Regions from separate parts of the Gossypium hirsutum genome. Here region 1 is linked to region 2. A link is a contact called in public Hi-C data. All regions are on one chromosome and are shown on one strand. Each heading gives the region's core, a stretch centred on a gene start, on an enhancer-like site or on the middle of the called end of the contact. The rest is flanking DNA. Distances are from core to core; before and after follow the strand shown.

Region 1 (3,647 bases), core at 156-2,655, 38 kb after region 2:
GGATTCTTCAAGCGATCAGTATACCATGATGGATCTTTGGATATCATCTAAACCATGTATGTAAACTAAATATAATAAAGCTTGTAAAAGTACCTTGTGATGAGCAAAATCAATATGGGAAGGATCAGAGACATTCTCCATGAGGGTATCATAACCATAGAACAGATCACGCTGAATATTAACGGTTGCAAACTCGGGTTTTTTAAAGTCATCAGGTAACCTAAAAACCATAGCAATGATGTTTCGTCAAGATATATTATACTATATCATCTGGTTTAGTACTTAACCTAGTAGTTTGAACAACAAACATATACTAAAATTAGATGCAGTGAATTACATTGGGGGCTTGGTGGCACTAGCTCTTTCCTGCCCGTTCTCGTCCGGCCAAACGAAAAGCAAACCTTGAGACACCATTGTAGGAAACACAGTAGCACAGGCTCTTGGAGACTGAACAGCACGAGCTTCAGGACCTTGAGATGCAGCCTGAGGAATCCTAGTGCATGATCCACATCCATCAAAAGACCATCCATGATATGAACATTGCAAGTGCCCATTTTCATCTAGTCGCCCTTCCTACAAAGTTGCAAAGATACCAATCAAAACCCAGAACCCAGTAACCCAATTTTTTTTTCATTTGGTAGCAGATACAAATAGCCAAATTTAAGGGGCAACCAAGGAAATTTGAACTTTAGCTTATGCACTGAACAGAGTGACATGTTTAATGAAGGTTCAATAGGGCAAACAAAAAAGTGTAAATGCTGCAAAATATATTCACTAGAGCTTACAGGGTTTAAGAATAGAGAGAAAGAAGGCACATACAGATAAAGGAGCAAGCCTATGGGGACACTTATCATCAAAAGCAACCCATTGATTCTTTGATTTATCAAACCAAAGCACTAAATCACGACCCAGAAGCTGAAATGGGGTTGGTAAAGTTGGGTCCAAATCTTCAACCAAAGAAACCGGGTACCAATGATCTTTCCACGAGAACTTAGCATCTGAACTCTCTTCACTAAACTCATCGCTAACTCTATACTCTTCGTCTTGTTTCTGATCCGGTGAGGGTGCTACAGCTGATGATGGAGCTGCCACGTGGGGAGGTTTAAGCCTTGTGATTCTTCTTGGAGCGAGGTTGTTCTTGGTTGGAGATATAAAAGCCTGGGGTTTGCTTGTTTGTGAGGACGCAATAAAAGAAGAGGCTATACGAGTAGTAGAAACAGTGGTAGCTAGAAACACCGCCATTTTTTAATTATCTATGCTGATCTTTTTTCTCTACATACAAAATTATTTAATTTCCTTTTGATTCTCTTTAAAGAAAGAAAAAGAAGGAGGAGAAACACTTGCGTGCAAGTTTTCTATTTCTAATAGACAGCGAAAGAAAGGCCTAAAACTATCCAACTCGCTCGTCCCCGGAAAATGTATCCTCCGTCTATTGCCTATTACCCAATTCTCATCCGACCACTAAAATAATGACACGTAATAGACTTTTTTAGATGACGCGGTGGGATTCATACCGACCACACAACTATGTTTGTGTACAGTAAAATATTCACCCCTCTTAATATATTTTCACCTAACCACACATTTTTATCTTCTTAACCAAATTGATATTTTTAGTTAATCAATTTAATGAGTTAGTTCTTAATAATTTCTATAATTATTTTAAGAAAAACTAGGTGGAGAACTTGGACAACCATTCCTTTACATTGTAGTTTATCATATTTTGTTTTATTTCATGTTTTACATAAAATTTTAAGTTTAATGATAATTATTTAATGTTGATTGAGCTTTAGCTTTATTGGCATCATTGTTATTATGGAAACGACGAGGATGTTGATTCAAATATTGATGTGTCGCAAAACTAACTAAAAATTTGACTAAGGCAAGTAAAAATATTGTTCCCACAAAGACTAAAAGTACTATTAAGTACTATCTTTCTATTATTTAACCGAATAATTTTAGTGATTGATTAAAACTAAAATTAATTAACACAATAAAAACAAATCATGAAAGTAATCGATTAACAACCAATAAGCAAAACAATAAACAGGAAAGAGTTCACCTAGATTTTATTTGTCACTATCAATTTAAATTACGCAATTTCTTTAATTAGTATATTGATCTGTAAAAATCTCTAAATTATACTAATATCTCTTTTGAGCATAAGAACAACTGATTCTAGTTTGATTAATTAAAATTTATTCCTAATTAAAACTCCTATTATCGTATTAACTCTTATTACGGATTCCCCTATTAGATTTGACTCTAATCTGGTAGATTTATGTTACCCTATTTCTAGGATTGCATGCAACTCCACTCAACTCCACTCAATTACACAAGATATACTCTTAAACAAGTTTTATTCAACCACCGATTTAAGCACATTAAATATGGATCAATAACCTAAAAATATCAAACCAAGAATTAAACACACATAATTGAGAACAAGAAACTAAGTATTTATTACGTAAAATCAAAATCAAACGACTGAGTCCATCATAGGGTTCTTCTCCCCTAGGAATTTAGAAAATTAGTTCATGCTTGAAAATAAAAACATCCAAAATACAATATAATCGAAAAAAACTAAGAAACTCATGATGGCTTCTTAAGAAATCAATTGGAAATCTTCAATCTTGACGGAAATCTCTTCAAAGTCGGCTTCAATAGTATTTTTCGAGTTGTTTTTTTAAATATTCTATGACGACTCCCTTCTATCTTCTTATTTTTGTCATATGCTCGAAAAACCTAAAAATCGTGATTTTCCGTTGTTCGGTGCTTAATTTTACGAAATTGACATAGCTGTGTGGAATAGTCCAACCTGTGTGGCTCCTGTAACTTTCTCTGACGCTATGATTTTTGCTTCTTTTGCTCCCAAGTGCTCTGTTAAGCATCAAAACATGAATATAAAGGATTAGGAGCATAAAATCCACAATTAACGTCGGATAATCACCCAAGCAGCATTAAGAATGAGGTTAAAACATGTTACTTTTAGCACTTATCAAATATGCTTAAGCGTCTTTTTTCTTTGATTTAAGGATCATTGAAGGAATATGGATACAAGTATACATTGTGTAAGAAAATAATTATTTAATAAAATTAAACTTAAATTTATTTATAAACTAGTTAAATTCTGAGATGGAAAAACTAGTATAATATAATATGAGAAGTTACTAGGAATTGTTGTACCCTTACTTCAACGGGGCACGTGGCAACGTGAAAACCAACCAGAGAGACTCGTGAGCAACCCTTCGCCTTGTACTGTCTAAATGGTCACTTAATGACCGACTATTCCCCATGGAAGGAACCATCCATTTTTGACCACTCGATCAAGTCCTCTATTAAGTCATTCCTTATTAACGGATGCACTCTCTAGGTGATCACCCAAAAATCATCACCTCTCTTAAAAATACCCCCAAAGCACAATATAGAAAAGGGGTTTCTCTCCTTTCCTTCCAACAAAGCCTAAAAAGCCAAGCCATAATCCTCTCCCCTCAAGCCTCTCTTTCACTCTTCTCTCGACACCGACATGGGTGAACTGGCCTTCCTTGTCAACGTCCCCTCCTCTTTTTCCAACCTCATTGATACCCTGCATCAACCTTGGCAAGTTAATAGGAATATAAATATTCCACAAAAAACTTGGTGAGTTA
Region 2 (3,398 bases), core at 423-2,922:
AGCTTTACGAATGTCAATCTTAAAGAGCTATTTCACCCACTTGTCCATGCCTCTTAATTTCCATATGATGAATTAACTCAAAAGCAACAAGAATATTATAAGTCTACCAGGAACAAACCCAAATTGCGATGGAAAAATAATAATTGGAAAAATCCGCTTCAACTGGTTCACAAGGACCTTGGCAACAGTCTTACAAAGAACGTTGCATAACGCAATAGGCCTCAAATCTTTTATGCTATCAGGTTGATCCTTCTTAGGAATCATAACAATATTAGTATCATTCAAAGAAGCAAGAAACGTACAAGAATCTAACCAATGACGACATTGCTTAAAAACATCCTGGCAACAATTGCCCAACACTTCTTAAAGAAAGTTGGGTTCATACCATCTGGACCTGAGGATTTATCGGGGATGCATGCTCATAATCGCATCCCAAAATTCATCTATACAAAACAGAGCGGTAAGAGTAGTATTATAACTATAAAAAATAGTAGCCTAAAAAGCGAAAAAAGCATCATAAGTAGAAGCAGTAGAATTTGAAAAGAAAAAAAGCTCTTGGAAATACCTTAAAACAATACCAGACATACCATTAGCATCAAAAGACAATTGATCACTTTCATCTCAAAGCCCATGAATATAATTTGCCCTTCGCCTCTTAGAAGCATGAGCATGAAAGAATCTAGAATTAGCTTCACCATATTTATACAAAAAATTCTTAGAACATTGCTGCCAATAAACCGCTTTCTGTGCCAATAAAGAAATTGAATTTGATTTCCATTGAACAATCTCTGTCGCGTGAGGGCACCTAACACGCCGACGATCAATACAATCCTCCAACTTTATGCGCGAAGTAAAATTAGTACCGGCTTGTCGCCTCCAATCCATTAAATTCAGACCATAAGATTTTGTTTTTGATGCAATGTCCAAAGCCAAATGATCTACCCAACTTACAGTCACCACATCCATAAAACCATATTTAGAAATTCAAGAATCTTCGAAGCGAAAATGACGAGGACAACGCAACAGCTTAGAGGAACTAATCAACATTAGCGAATGCTCCATGACCAAAGCATCCGTCCCGTGCCCTCGTCCCTAAGTGAAGCCAAAACTCGACAAAGCAATTTCAGTCAGTTGACAATCGGTAAGGCGTTCCCAAAAACCATCAAACCAATTCGTCGGATAATCCCCACCGACATACTTATCATCAGGAGACTAAAAATTATTAAAATCTCCCAAGAAGACCTAAGGAAAATATTGATGACTAGCCAAAGATCGCAGCAACTGCCTACTATCACGCTCTCTAGATGCTTCAGGAAAACCATAAAAACCAGTAAGATACCAATGAATATGGTCAGAATTCTCAGTAATTAAATCGATGTGATTTGAAGAATAACCAATAGCTGAAACATTATCAACAGAATTCCATAAAAAAGCAAGACCATCGCTATGTCCAATTCTATCAACATTAAAATAATGATCATACTGCAAAGCCACACGAAGCTCTTCAATTTTATTAGAATGCACTAGCATTTGAGACAAGAAAATTGAAATTGGGCTTATTAGAAAAGACGATCTCTTTTAAAGACAAAACTGCTCTCGGGTTGCCTAAACCCTGAAAATTCCAAGCAATACAATTCATGGTTGCCAACGGGCCTTATTATTGAGACCAGTCAATGATACATTGGTAGAGGGAGAGACACTTGACTGAATATCAGAAACACCCGACCCATCCATTCGAATATTCTTATCAGCCCCAGTAACTGTTTTTTCGTTTCTTCAATGTCTAAACAGCAGATTCTTTAAGGCCCTTTTCATCACCACCAAAAGAATGGCCCGTAATAGCATCAAAATGAGCAGCAGCCAGCCCATCATTGACCAAGTTAGAAGCACTCCTTGCAGTAAAAGCAGCAGATTTTGCACCATTAATAGAGGGATCAATAGTCGGATTTTTTGGGAAAGAAATGCACCTATTTTACAATTTCCCCAAAATTTCAGCTCCCCTACGTGAAATTCGGTCCAAAATTATGGAAAGAATTTGACCAATTGTCCCGTCGCCATTGAGCTGAAGAATTCCTGTTTTGCTGGCGGACCTCTGCTCTTATTTCCTCCGGCCACTCTCACACCGCTTGCCCCTTTAGATAGTCCAAAAGACGATGACAACTTGTTTCACTATGCCCAACTCGACCACACAAATAACAAGCCACCGGGATTCTTTCATAAATAAACGCAACCTCAAAAAATTCATCACCTTGCTTCCTGATTTTCTTTTTCCTCATCAACGGTTCTTGAATATCAAGGCGAACCCAAATTCGCATAAAATTACGATGACCATTAGCATCATATTCGAGGAATTCAGCCATAACATTTCCCAGACTTTTCGCCAAACTCTCTGAAGCAAAACCCGTGGGCAGGTTGTGAACCTGGACCCAAAAATCAACACTAAAAAACTCAACTTTCTTTGGATCTTCCCCTTTTTCAAGCTTATGAATGAACAAATTACAGTTGTTAAACGACCAGGGACCTCTAGATATCATTTTATCATTGATCTATTTTATGCTGGCTCCTTGAATGGGTCTCCAAATCGACAACAGTGTTCACTCCATAGCCACGAAGTGGATACCTCGCTCCCCACAATAACCAAATCATAATCAATATCATCCACTTGAAACTCATCCGCCCCTATTTCCAACTCCGCATCCACCTTCTCTTGTATGGATAAACGTTTAAATTCAGGATCCATATTCACTCGCACCACACAGCAAATCAAAATCACTAAACAAAATAAATGGACAGGCATGAAAGTATCTTGCACAATCGGCAGAAAAACCATGCACAAACGCAGGACTAACTTGTAGCAAAGGAAGAGAGAAAACGAGGGCAAGACCTTTTTTATTTAAAAAAGATATTTTCATCTTAATCTATCGTAATTTGTAGTTAATATGTGAAAGTTTCGCATTAGGACATATAAGAAAATTTTCCTGACAGATTTGAAAAACAAATTATAAAACTGCTTCCATTCTATATATACTAAATTATGACACTGTGAAAATTTTTTTAAATAATATATTTATAAAAATATATGGGCAACTAGAAAAGTTGAAGCTTATGTTAACGGGTGAACAATTTTATTTGAAGAAAATTTTGAATTTCGAGTTAATCGAATTGAGTTATTCGAGTTAACTCGAATAAGTAATTCAAGTTTTGAATTCGAGTGGAGTTGAATTTTACAATTCGAATAATAAATTAGCGTAAATACCTGCTTTGTTTCTTTCAATTTTGAAAATAAACAAATTGGTGTCTCAACCAAAATTTAAAAAATTAAAATAATTTTTAAAATTCAAAATATTTATAAGAAAAATTCTATTTTTTTTTAATTCTAAAAATATATAAAGAAAGTT

What was found. Hi-C and Micro-C count contacts between places; a contact is called where the count stands out from the background.
Region 1: a Hi-C map of leaf shows a contact between it and region 2, with 1.7 times the contacts expected there. The contact joins the promoter of LOC107954179 here to the enhancer-like site in region 2. A contact is called at or near these places in 12 of 34 Hi-C or Micro-C datasets (anther, callus, hypocotyl and 2 more).

The regions. Positions count from the first base shown.
Region 1 is chrD07:15,001,417-15,005,063 of Gossypium_hirsutum_v2.1, forward strand. LOC107954179 (pheophorbide a oxygenase, chloroplastic) reads right to left here and starts at 1,406. Exons shown (of 7, transcript XM_016889667.2): 1 at 820-1,406; 2 at 338-573; 3 at 94-220. The coding sequence starts at 1,242.
Region 2 is chrD07:14,963,154-14,966,551 of Gossypium_hirsutum_v2.1, forward strand. No RefSeq gene overlaps it. Among protein-coding and RNA genes, the nearest start is that of TRNAV-UAC, 12 kb to the left of the region's middle. Within about 2 kb of position 1,673, at least 9 of the 9 cell types and tissues checked have an H3K27ac peak or open chromatin away from gene starts, as enhancers often do. A contact at or near this core is called in hypocotyl and leaf, where this site is marked.